Linked DNA regions of Sus scrofa: region 1 is linked to region 2. The links are chromatin contacts, called in public HiChIP or PLAC-seq maps. All regions are on one chromosome and are shown on one strand. Each heading gives the region's core, a stretch centred on a gene start, on an enhancer-like site or on the middle of the called end of the contact. The rest is flanking DNA. Distances are from core to core; before and after follow the strand shown.

Region 1 (6,349 bases), core at 350-2,849, 82 kb after region 2:
ATGTGAACTGATGACCAGGAACCAGACAGGCCCTGTTCTCAAACACTTTAGCCTCAGAAATGTGGCAGAAATTAGGGTAGAGTAGGGAGAAACACCTCAAGGAAGACTGATGATATATTTTCTCCCACTCCAGTGGAAGATTCAGAGTAAACACTAGATTGCACTAGTAAACACTAGATTGCACTACAGAAAAATGTTTACTGCAGATCTGAATGTGTACTGGGAATCATACCCTGCACATTTGTATTCTTTATGGAAAAGATGGCTAGTCTATCCATCTAGAAAGCAGTTTCTTGAATCCTGCATTTTGATTTGATCAAATGCTTAGTCTAAATTTCTTCCCTTATTTTGCCAGAACCTTTTCTGTCCATGGTCTTGTTTCCTCATTTGCTGTTTTGTGCAGCTGGAAACATCTACAGTTGTATGGCTGTATTTAAGAAAAAGAATACAAAATTATGTAATAAAATCAGTATTTAGAGTAAGAAAATAAAACATTACAGGTTTTAAAAAATTTTTAATTTTTAAAATTGAAAATTTTTTTAATAGTGATCCATTACAGATTTTAAAATGCTGACAAAATACAAATATCACACAACCCCACAAAACCACATTATTATTAACTGCCTGTTAACCACTATAAGCTCTTTTTTCTTTTTTTTTTTTTTTTTTGGCTGCATACGCTTTGCCTCTTCGTATGACCATGCTGTATTATTTATATAGAGATGTTAGATAAATTAGCAAAAAAGTTTTGGAAAAAAAATTTGACAGTGTAGAAACGTTTTTTAAGCAGCTTCACAACTCCTTACTCTCAGTTCTTCTGTAAGTGTTGCTTCTTGGAGACACGTCCCAAGGCGCTCCAGCCCTTTTTCTCCCTTGGCTTAGTTTCCTCAGAGCTGCTGGGGCAGCTCAGCCAGATAGCTGCCCTACTCACCCCACTACTACCGCCTTCCCCAGAGCAAAGTGGATGAGGAGGTGGCAGCCCACTGGCCCCGCCCACGACTCCAGGACCACAATCTGGGCCAAGAGGGTGACCTCCAGGAGTACATTCGTCTGATGCAGGACTGGGGCTGCTAATTCCTCCTCCCCCCGTTCCTGAGAAATTCTCTGAGCCTTCAAAGATGTTCTGAAGTTTAAGCTTCACAAGGTTCACGGTAAATTGAGAATTTACCGTGAAGCATTCCCTATGAGAATGCTTTTCTATGTGTTCTCTGAATCTCTTTCCCCTTTTAGCATTCTACGACAAGCATAAAACCCAAATCCCAGGACTTTGCAGAGCTATTCCATCGCTTGTGGTGGAGGCTGCATTACTTGCCTTATGCCTTGGGTGGGGCCTCCCCTCTTCTCTTTGTCCACTAGAGGCGACTTCGGACTACGACCCTGCCTTACTATGCTGGAAGAAGGCGGAGGTCTTTTGCTACGCGCTGTTTGGCTGCCAGAGTCTTGATCGACAAGGGCGTTAAGCAAATGGCTCTGAAGTAAGCAGCCGTTGTTTATGCACCTACAGCCAACAGAAAGGCAGAAGAGCAACCATGGCCAATCAGGACTGGCCTCAAGCGGAACTCGGGGGCGGGGCTTCCCTCGAGGGGCGGACGCAAGGTAAAGAGTCTGGAGCGGACCCTGGGAGAGTCAGAAGCACATCCGGTGTTAGAGGAGCTGTGTGAGCTCTTGAGAAGCGGGTTAGAAGGTACGTCTGAAGCTAGGACTGCGCAAGCCTGGATTGAGAAATGGAAAGGGGATTAGTTACTTCTTGAGCAAGAGTGGGAGTAGTTTCCGTTTTCAGACGGACCGCACCCTGGAGGAACTGGGCCCTGCTGGGCGGCGGGACTCCGGAAAGCTAGGCTGGGAGGGGAGGAGTTGGGGAACTAGTACCGCGCAGGCGCAACTGTACCGGAGTGGGGGAGGGGCGGGGCGAGTCTGCTGGGTCTTTGGGGGTGTCGAGGCGCTCAGTCGGCTGGGGAGCGCTGGCTAAGGGCCTTTTTTGGCCGGAATTGCTTCCCCCTTAGTCCGCGTCTTTCCTCCTCCTCCGCCAAGTGTAGACTCGGAGGCTCTTTGGCCCAGGCCCAGCTTCGACCCCCTTAATTCAGGGCACGTCCCCTGCGCCTTTCTTCCGGGGAGAATGAAAGCGAAACCTCACGGGTTTGTGGTCATCCCCGCCGCTCCCGACAGATCGCTGGCCTGCTGGGGGTCCTCTGGCTGGGCCGCCTCTGGGTGAGCGGTGGGGGCCGGGACTCAGGAGGGCCTGGTCCGGCAAGCTGCCCTGTCACGGCGGAGTGGATGATGTCACACTCCTCTGTGACATGCTAGGCTCCTTCGTTACTTTGAAGCCAACAGCAGAGGCGGGAGGTGAGGAGAGACCCGGGCTAGGCCTGGCTTGCCAGGCCCGCTGGACGGCCCCGCTCTGGTCTGATTGGTTACCTTTGGACAGGTGAGGTGGCCTTGGCTTTGCTGGTCCTGAGCCCCGTGGGCGGCGTCTTTCCCAAAGTCCGGTCAGGAAAGGCGTTGTTGGGCGGTTTCTTGGACCTACTTGCTGGAGCTGTGGTATTTTCGTGTGTTTGTTAAGTGAGGAATTGCAGCCCCGTGCCAGCCAGGTTACATTGCTTGCCCCATCAACCTTTCATCGACCAAACAACAACAAAAACCTTTCTGAACTTGAGACTCTGTTTTAGCAATAGTTAACTAATGACTGTAACCTGGTGGAAGAGCTGACTGTACTTGAAACAAAGATTTCAGGTTAAAGGTTAATGGCGAATGGGCTTTTCTAGTTACTTTTTTAAAAAGTTTTATCGAATTATAGTTGATTTTAATGTGATAATTTCTACTGTACAACAAAGTGAGTCAGTCATACATATACACATACCCATTTTTTGTCAGATCCTTTTCCCAAGTAGGCTATTACAGAATATTGGATAGTCTAGTTACTTTTTGATACTTATTCAAGTTTATCTTTTGGTCAAATATGTAGTTTTAAGAATTTAGTTCAAGAAAGATCAGAGTTGCCTAACCACATTTCTTACGGCTTCTGCAAACATGCTTAGTTATGTATTAAATTTACTCTCTGGTGTTTTCTTACTCGTCCTTGTCTGGGATGTTTTATTGTTGTTCTGGCTTCAAGAATATCTTGGCATTTAGATTTTCTGCCGTTTTCCTTCGGGGTGGGGTCAGAATAGTTGAATCCTTGAGAAAGTGCAGTCTCTAGTTTGGATTCAGAATTTTCTTATTCATCTTATTGTGGAAACATGGCTTAGTACCCTCTTTCTTCCTTTCTCCTTTCCCCATTATTGATCCACTGCATTCTCACCTTCCTAAAGAATAAAATTAATCCAGATACTTAGCATTTCTGAGTTTTTTTCTAAATATGCATATGGTTCATGCTTGCTGTAGAAATGATGAAAAGTACAGAAAAAAGTATAATAGGAATCAGCGTATATTTGTTGTTGTTAAGATTTCTCTTGACCTGTAGCTGAAACTGCCTTAAGGAAAACTTGCTTTTCCACTGTAGGGTGTAATAGAAAGAGCACCCACCAGGCGTTGGAGATCAGAAGGCTGCTAAGCTGGTTCTGGCTCTCATGCTTAACTTTCTCATGTTGGTTGGTACTACCGTCCATTTAATGTCCATCATAAAATATTTGGCACTGTATAATAATCTTGCACAATTTTCTTTTTTTTTTTCTGGCTGCGGTCTGCAGTGGCTTAATGTGGGATCTCAGTTCCCAGACCAGGTATTGAACCCTGGCCACAGCAGTGCAAGTGCTGAATCCTAACCACTGGAGCACCACACAGATTTTCTTACTGACATTCAGTAAGCTTGGTAGTGCAGGTTTTAATTAATCATCGTTATATTACAGATGAGGAAGCCTCGCTGTCCTTAGGTAAAATGATTTTCCCAAAGTTATGTGGTAGAACATGGCAGGACTTGTGGCTCCAGAGCCAGTGCTTATGCCACTATGACACTGTATTTTTGAACTTTCACTTTATTCTTTAAAGTGGTACTAATCATGCCCTTTCTTCATGGATTGGTGTGATGATCAAAGGGGATAATGTATATAATAAAACACTTTGAAAGTTGTAAAATTTTATATGAATGTAGTCAGTGGTGTTGTTAGAGATGGTACTATTGCTGGCCTGAAGTGTTTCACTTTATTTCATAAACTACCCAAGGGTATTAGTCTCCTCTGGGAAAACACTGAATATTCCCATGATGCTCTACCTGCTAAATTTTCCTTTGCTACTTTGACTTGGCTGTAGAATCTGGTACAAGTATCTTAAACTCCACACTGTTTCCCTCTAGAGTTTCTAACCAAATTTCATGGAGTAGCTTTTGTATCATATACATTTTTGTTTTCCAAAAACAGTGTTTAAACCAAGTAGAGAAAGACTGTAGAGATTAGCTTTGGGGGCCACTTGATTGACCCTTTCGAGTAGGTTCCTCTCTGAGCCATCTGGGGAATGTGGATTTGTGGTTGCAACACTTGGTTAGATGGAGTCTAGATTTACTATGGAGACTTCTGGATGTGCCTAAGTGTGGGGGATAATGGGATGAATCAGATGCAAGCTCTTCTCTCAGGGTGCTTACAATGAAATGTAATTAACTGGAATCCGAAACACTTGAAAGGAGCTTCAAGAGTGAGGCTTGAATGGTTGTACTCTCTGTCCTAATCTATCCATGCTCTCATTTGGGCTAAATCTCATGTTATTGGGGAGGGATTGCTGGTTTATACTGGAGGATGATTATGTATTTAGGACACCAGGACCTGTCAAACAGTTGTTCTTATAGGGAAGGGGGTTCGGTAGTGTCAGAGTTTGGTGCAAAAAAATAATTTATTGAAGGCAGTAGGCATTCCATCTCATTACCAGTTTTCATTCTGAGGCAACCCCCTAGAGATCCAGTGTTAGCTAATCCAGAGATTTTGGTTCAAGTTAAGGGATAGGCTGGGACATCTAAAGTCCAAATCTAGGATGAGCGAAGCACAGCCCTGGTTGAAATAGAATTAATTCCTTGGCTTTCCTGAAACCAAATTGACCTACTTCCTAGAGATGGCAAGGAAAGCATCAAGCTAATAAGTAAATGTTTGCTCCATTGCTTCTCTACCCCATCAGATTATCATTTAGTGGTTATTAGACTGTCTCAAAACACTTTTGTGGGCCTGGGGGATGGGAGGTACAGGGTAAACGTACCAGAGGAGAGACAAACCATTTAAACAAAAGTCATTTTAATCAGTGATGAAATTTACCAAGTTCCTTTAAATTCTAGTTTATAATATTCTTAGGACACCTCCCCCCATTTAATTTAACTCTCATTTGGGTAAATATTAAGCCTTCAGGATATAGCCAGCTATGAGTTAATGGTTGAAAGCATATGTAAATTAGGCCTGTGATAAATATCTTCTAACACCAGACCTTTAAAAGGCAAAATCATGCACTGAGGGCATGAGAGTAATGAGTTATACCAGTAATGACAATGGTTAATATATTGAGCTGGTTGCATGTATGAAGCACTAGTCTAAGTCCTTTATTTTGTATTATCTCACTTGGTCCTCCTGTCTATGAAATAGGGAATATTATGTGTTACAATTTTACAAATGAGGAAACTGAAGCACAGCGAGATTAAGTGCCGGAAACTTGCTGCATCACACAGCTAATGAAATTGCCAGGGTTCAAAGAGCAGCAGCCCATGTTCTTAACTGTATGATAGGAACATGGTTGTAGAGAGTCTGAAAACGTTTAGTAGGGAAAATTGCTGAAAAATTACGATCTCCCACTTTTTTTAACCACATGGGATTTTTCTTCTTTCATATCAGTTTGTTTCCCCCCCCCTTTTTTTTTTGTTTGTTCTTTTTGGTTTTTAGGACCAAACTCATGCCATAGGGAGATTCCCAGGCTAGGGTTCTAATTGGAGCTACAGCTGCCGGCCTACACCACAGCTCACAGCAACGCCAGATCCTTAACCCACTGAGTGAGGCCAGGGATAGAACCCTCACCCTCTTGGTTACGAGTCGGATTCATTTGCAATGCACCACAGCGGGAACTCCAAATTGTTCCCTTTTGGATATGTGGGAACAGGATTCAAGATGGTTAAAATACTATAGCAGGAATGAAGAATCCTGTAATTCACAACTAAATGTTTAATTTGTGAACAATGTTTCTTTGACTTGTTAGTGTAATGTTGTTTAATTGTGTACACTGAGGCAGCTTCTGTGCTGCCTCCAGTTCACAAGCTTTTCTTTTTCTAAGAAAAGGATTTTTTTTTGTTTTAATGAATACTAAATGGATGATTGTTTTGCATAGCTTTTGGCTACTTGGCTCTGTTTCATATGCTTTGTACTTAATAGGTATTAGAATAAGGTTGAGG
Region 2 (5,935 bases), core at 109-2,608:
CTCACGCCTTCTCCTTGGATCAGGTAAGGAATCGGGAGCTGGAGAGGAGGCCTTTGGGGGAGCTCCCCCGCTCCCCTGCCACCGAGGGTAGAGTGGGTTGGGAGGGCTGGGCTGCACCTGTCAGAGTGAGAACGTCCCATCCCTGCCCGGGCAGGAGACCAGGAGCAGGAAGGCGAGCTGGACTGAGACGTCCTCAGACAGGTCCCTGGCTGCGAAGAAGGAGCAGAGAACAGGACGAGGCCTCCTTCTCCCGTGGGACTTAGTGGGGATTTTTCTGTCTCCAGATCATGGTCTTCGCAAAGCCAAGAAACCAAAAAAGAAAACCAAGAAGAGAAGACACAAGTCGGTGCGTAGCGAAGGAGCGTCCGTTCACGGCCCTGCTGTGTTAGGAGACGTCTTCGCCCGCCTCCCGGCCTGTCCTTCACGGGAACTGACGAGGCGGGCTCTGGGCTCTTACAGAACAGTCCCGAGAGCGAGACAGACCCTGAGGAGAAAGCTGGCAAGGAGAGTGATGAGAAAGAACCAGAACAGGACAAGGACAGGGACCTCCGGCGGGCAGAGCTCCCTAACCGCTCCCCAGGCTTTGGAATCAAGAAGGAGAAGGTGAGAGGCAGGCGTCCGACCCCAGCCCAGTCAGCGCTCTGCCCAGGCCTCCGCAGCCCTCAGGGGAGGCCATGGGTGAGCTGTGCCTTTGCTCCACCAGACGGGCTGGGACACGTCGGAAAGTGAGCTGAGCGAGGGAGAGCTGGAAAGACGGCGGCGGACACTCCTGCAGCAACTAGATGACCACCAGTGACCCAACGAGCCCCCCTGCCCCGTCAGTGTGAGGTTGTGGCCTAGGTCACCCTCACCGTCCACTCCAGACTTCTTCCTTAGTCGGGTCTGTGTCCAGTTTTCCTCAAGTAACCCCAACCCCAACACACCGCAGCCAGCACCTCCCCAGGTTGCTCGTGGTGTTCAAGGTCCCCCACTTCCCGGACAACTAGTGCAGTCCTTGCCCTCAGCCCCAGATCAGAGATTGGTGGTGGATGCCGTGTGGGGAGGGTGGTGCCAGTAGATAAAATGTGAGGAGGGGCCTCTAGGAAGAGTGACAGGCCGGTGGACACAGCCTGGGTGGCAGAGGGCGGGGTCCCTACCCGCTAGCGTCAGTGCCTGCTCCTGCCTGCCCAGGCCCTTGGGCTTCCACCACTCCTTCCTCCAGCCCCAGGGCCTAGTGTATGTGTGTTCTGTTTTGCTTTTGTTTTTTAAATAACAGTATTTATAAAGTGACGAGTGGCTCTTTTGTCTGCACTGTGTGCTACTGGGACAGGCTGGGGACTGGACAGGTGCACACACAGCCAGCAGAGGGCACTACTGGCTCACGGCAGGCCTGCCTCCCTTTGTGTGGTTGGAGCCCACCTAGCCAAGTTCTCCCTCCCCAGGCTTCTGCTCACCTCCCCGATGCAGATGGCAGCTCTGCCCAGCCTCCTTTCTGTCCCTGGGCTCCTGTCCGGCTAAATGGCCACCTTAGCCCCCCGCCACTCAGAAAGAGGAGACAGAGTCAGGCCTGGTGTTTCAAGCCTTTGTTGAGAGAAAGAAGGTCTGGGGTTTATGTACAAGAGAGAAGGGAAATGGTACATGTACAAAAAGGAGTAGGCCCCTGTATTTCCTTCTAGGGGCTGAGAAGAAGCTGGCAGGAGACTGAGAAAATAGTCAGCTAAGACCACCATGACCCTGCCCCCTGCCCCAAAAAACTAGCCAAGGCAAGGAGGCGAGGGTGCTGTTGGCACACCCCTTCTCTGTCTTGAGGTTGGGGCAGAGAAAACTACCTCATGCCCACCTCGGCAAGGACAGGGTCAGCCTAGGATGCAAAGGGCCAAGGGCAGGGAGCGTGGCCTCTCCTCTCCCCTTATCACTAGGGCATAGCCGTATAGGCCTAGGCTTAGGAGAACCCTGCTCCTGGAAGAAGATGGTCTGAGATTAGCAGGGTCCCAGGGCTCCCTAAGCTTGGACACTTCTAGCTCACAGCTGACCACTGGGCTGCAACAAGGAAAAGGTAAAAGGAGTAATTGCTTTCCCTCTTGTTCCTCTGGCTCAAGTGATGGAGGGCCTAGGTGCCCCTGCATAGCCTAAAGCTGGAAGTGTTTTCCAGCACTGAGCTGATGCTTGAGGAAATGAAGACCTTGGGAGCAAAGTGCAGTACTGGAGGCACCAGAGAGGCGCTAGGCCCCAAAAGACCTAGTGCCCACAGTGGCGGCAAGATGCAGCTTTGAGAGCTGGTAGACACTGGGAGGAGAGCAGCAGAGCTTTCTGCTGGGCCCTTGGCCATTCCAGGGCTTCAGGTCCACTGGTTGGACCTGCAGGACTCAGAGCTGAAGTGCTTCTGCCTCCAAGAGGGTCTCAGTGAGGGCCTGGAGCCCGAGGCGGGCCAGTGGGTGGTGCAGCACTCCTGGCTTGGTGGCAGACGACAAGGGGCTGGTGGTGGAGGCCTGTGGGAAGGACAGAAGGCTGTGAACAGGCAGGGAGGCAGGGCCAGGCCCAACCTCTGTAGGCCCAGCCCCACAGGTAGGGTCAGCGAGGAGCTGGCCATGAGGCCAATGAGGGAGAAGACTAAAGAGAGGCTGGAGGGCATGGTCAGGGAGATTTCTGGCGTGGGCTCGGCATGTTCAGAGGAACAGAGGAGGGTACTGGAGGCCGGAAGACTGGATATCAGAAAACAGAGGACAAGAGTCATCTGATGCCCCTGGGTAGAAGCCCGGGCCCAGGGCATCTCAGCCTCGGCTGTCAGAGGTGGCCTGGTCCTGCCTGTTCTGGCAGCTCCCTTCCCCTGGGTCTTAGTAGAAGCCAGGACAGCATTAGTGGGAGAGAGCTCACTTCCCTGAGGGTGCATGCAGGGGGTAAGCCATGCTTCTCAGAGCATGGGGCATACAAGGGAAGAAGGACGTGTCCCCATCACCACCAGGCTGCCAGAGGATGAGTCCAAGTCATGCAGGAGAGGAGGTGCCTTTGGGCCCCCGCAAGGTGGGCATGCAGAGAGAGTGCCCGGTACCTGTCAAGAGCCCCAGCCTCGGGGGTTAACAGTTTGACTCATCATGGTGGGCTGCATCGCAGAAGAAGCGTGAGCCCCGCTTGGCAGTACGGGCCGTGAAAGGGACACTCTTCAGCACTGTGGCCCAGGAGAGAGACAGTGGTCAGGCCCCGTGGGGGTGGGGAGCTGGGCCCAGTGGCCAGGCACCAGGGAGGGCAGGCCCCACCTGTGATGATGTCCTCAATGGTACCATCCTTCCCCTCGTAAACGGGCCGGTGCTCCTTGGCCTGGCGCCGCCGCAGTTCCGCAATTAGCTCCTGCTGTTGCCACTTGTTCCGCTGGGATGGGGTCTAGGGTTGTGCATTTGAAGGGGAAAGAGGTCACCACTAACCTGTCAGGGGTTGGTTCCTGCCCCAAGACCCCCCGTCTACAGTCTGAGGACGACGCCCTTGATTGGGCCCAGCCCCCATCACTGCCTGGAATCCCCTCCCAGAGCCCCGCTCCCCATTGCTTTGGACTCCAGCATCAGGCCCTCTGGGTGGTCCCTCTCCTCTCCAGCTCTCTGCTCCACCCCCTCCTAATCCTCTGCCCTGTTCTCCAGGCCCCAGCTCTTGGTCCCACCCACCTTGGCATCCAGTTTCTTGGCTTCCTGAGCCAGCTGCTTCTCCCGCATTACCTCCTCCTGCTTCTTGCGGGCTTCATTCTCTTGTTCTGCTTCCTAAGAATCATGAAAGATGGGGGCGGGATGTGTGTGTGTGTTTGTGTGTGTATGTGGTGAGGGGAGGGGCTGACACTGAGGGTGGAGAGTGGGTGTCAGTGGGACCAGCAACCCCAGGTGGCCACGCTCTGGAGGGGCATTTCCTGGCCCAAACAATGACAGGAAGGGCCTGGGCCCCCACCCTGCCCACCAGTTCACAGCTAAGAGGCCTGTGGCCAGCTTCCCTCGCTCCCTCCCAGGACTCCAAGGAGGAGACAGAAAAGGCCCAGACTTGAAGCCCAGCCCTCTCTCCCCCTACCAGTTTTCTCTCAGCCAAAGTCCTCTTTAAGAGCCCCTCCCTGCTCACCTTGTAAGAACGAATGAATCGGACAAATACTGGGAAGAACACAGAAGGCGGCGTGGTCTTGGGACTCTCACCGAAGTAGCGCACGACTGCATTGTAGGCCTCCTGGGGGGGGGTGGGGGGGCAGAAGGGTCAGCCCGGCGGGGTGGGGAGAAGCCCAGCTCCACCAGGGACAGGAGGCCCACGGAAAGCAGCAGCCACCCCCGCAGCTGCCATGGGAGGGAAAAGAACCAGGGGCTCCTAGAGCCCCTTGAGTGATGTCTCCAGAGGCAGCTGCCTGCCACCCCCAAGGCCCCCTCCCCACCACAATCAGCCAGCCAGCCCCTTGGCCAAAGTTTTTTGACTCGAGAATCAGAACCAAGCTCACCTAGAGAGGCAGTGTCTTGGCCTGGTTGCTCCCAGCTGCCTCCACCCTGTGCTCACCTCGGCTGTCTTGGCGTCGCGCTGGAGCTTGTCCAGTTTGCCTTCATTGGCGCTAAGGAAGTTGCGCAGGACGCTGTTGTCGTGTATGCTGCACTCCCGCCGGATCAGCTCCATGCCCCGGCCCAGCTCCTTCACGTCTAGCAGCACATTCTCCAGGGACACTGTTGTCACCAGAGCCCAGGATGAGGCCCACCCAGGGCCCGACATGCCCACTTCCCAGCCCAGGCAGGCTACAGGGAGCTCGGGCCCTGCCCTCTTGGCATGGGCTCACTCGCTTCCTTGTGCCCCCGCTTCCAGAGCCACCCACGCGCCAGGCCAGCCAAGCTCTCAGGGGGCCAGGCAAAGGAACGGAAGCTGTGGGCTCGTGTCCACAAGGTAGCGAAGGCAGGCGAGCTGGAGGCTGCTGCTCACCAAGACAGAGCTGCCTCAGGCCTGCCCCAGTTTCATGAATGGGGCAAAAATAACTGTGACTTTCTGTCTGGGGGGGGGGGGGGCTTCACAGGTTTTCTAAGCACTCCACGTACATCACAGACACACGCAGGCTCCAGGGCCAGCCTGGGGGAGCGGGAGTGAAGAGCCACCGCTGCCTTTCTCTGCCAGCTCCCCAGTGGGAAGGGCCGGGCGGGGCCTGGTGCCTGTAGGAAGGCTCCCCCTGGGGTGGCCCTGCCCACAGCCCCAGCAGAAAGCTTTGAAGCAGACAAAAAAAGAAAATAAAAACCAGAAACAAAGGCACCCAAGTGGTCCCCCTCCTCACAGCTTCCTGGGATTGTCCTGGGCTGGACATGAGGGCAGCTCACTGGGCCAGGCTCCCCTCACCTGCTGCAGCCTTCTCCACAAAGTGCAGCTCGTGCCAGAAGTTAGCCAGGTCTGGGTATTTCTCCTTTACCGTCAGGGCGATGAAATGCAGCAGTGTCATCTTCCTGTCAGTGGACTTGGTGTCCAGTAGCTGGGATAGGGAGGCAGGGGGCAAGGCAAGAGGGCTGAACACCCTGGCTCCGAGGCCACTGCCCCTCAAGCCTCCTGGCCCCTTGTGGCCCCAATCCCCATCTTACAAGATCTAGGCTCTGGAGCTTGAAGCCATACACAGCTCCCCGCTTGCTGCTGTTCATGTAGTTCCCCAGCGCAAGTATGATCTGTCCAAAAGATACATGGGAGGAACTCAGGCCACACCCTCCTTCCTCCTCTCTGTACAGCCCCAGGCCCTGGGAACCGCCAGCGTCCCCATCCACAGCTTCTCCCCACCTCCAACATCTGCTTCAGCTTTTGCGAGGACTTGACGGAGGCGGAGGCTGCGATGATGGCATTGAGTTGCTGGAAGGCAAGATGAAGGGCTGGCTGAGGAACTCCATGCCAGGATGGGGCAAAGTCAGGGAGGGGCTGGCAGGGCAGCGGCGGGGACCAGCAGGTGGAGGGTAGACGGGTGGCCACAGACGACCATGGTAAG

Evidence for each region. HiChIP or PLAC-seq counts read pairs in DNA pulled down with a chosen protein or histone mark.
Region 1: a contact with region 2 is called in an H3K27ac HiChIP or PLAC-seq map of alveolar macrophages. The contact joins the promoter of TMBIM6 here to the enhancer-like site in region 2. A contact is called at or near these places in 1 of 5 promoter capture datasets (fetal skeletal muscle), 3 of 47 Hi-C or Micro-C datasets (embryonic fibroblasts, fibroblasts and retroperitoneal adipose tissue) and 2 of 2 datasets of contacts at active chromatin or transcription factors (alveolar macrophages and skeletal muscle).

Annotation. Positions count from the first base shown.
Region 1 is chr5:15,672,429-15,678,777 of Sscrofa11.1, forward strand. It overlaps TMBIM6 (transmembrane BAX inhibitor motif containing 6), which reads left to right and starts at 1,600. Exons shown (of 10, transcript NM_001005348.1): 1 at 1,600-1,684.
Region 2 is chr5:15,591,118-15,597,052 of Sscrofa11.1, forward strand. PRPF40B (pre-mRNA-processing factor 40 homolog B) reads left to right here. Exons shown (of 25, transcript XM_021091619.1): 23 at 1-23; 24 at 285-603; 25 at 704-2,023. The coding sequence ends at 734. FMNL3 (formin-like protein 3) reads right to left here. Exons shown (of 25, transcript XM_021091615.1): 18 at 5,734-5,802; 19 at 5,544-5,624; 20 at 5,308-5,437; 21 at 4,492-4,652; 22 at 4,072-4,173; 23 at 3,633-3,725; 24 at 3,234-3,357; 25 at 1,548-2,468. The coding sequence ends at 2,380. Among named protein-coding and RNA genes, the nearest start is that of FAM186B, 23 kb to the left of the region's middle. Within about 2 kb of position 1,359, at least 24 of the 83 cell types and tissues checked have an H3K27ac peak or open chromatin away from gene starts, as enhancers often do. A contact at or near this core is called in alveolar macrophages and retroperitoneal adipose tissue, where this site is marked.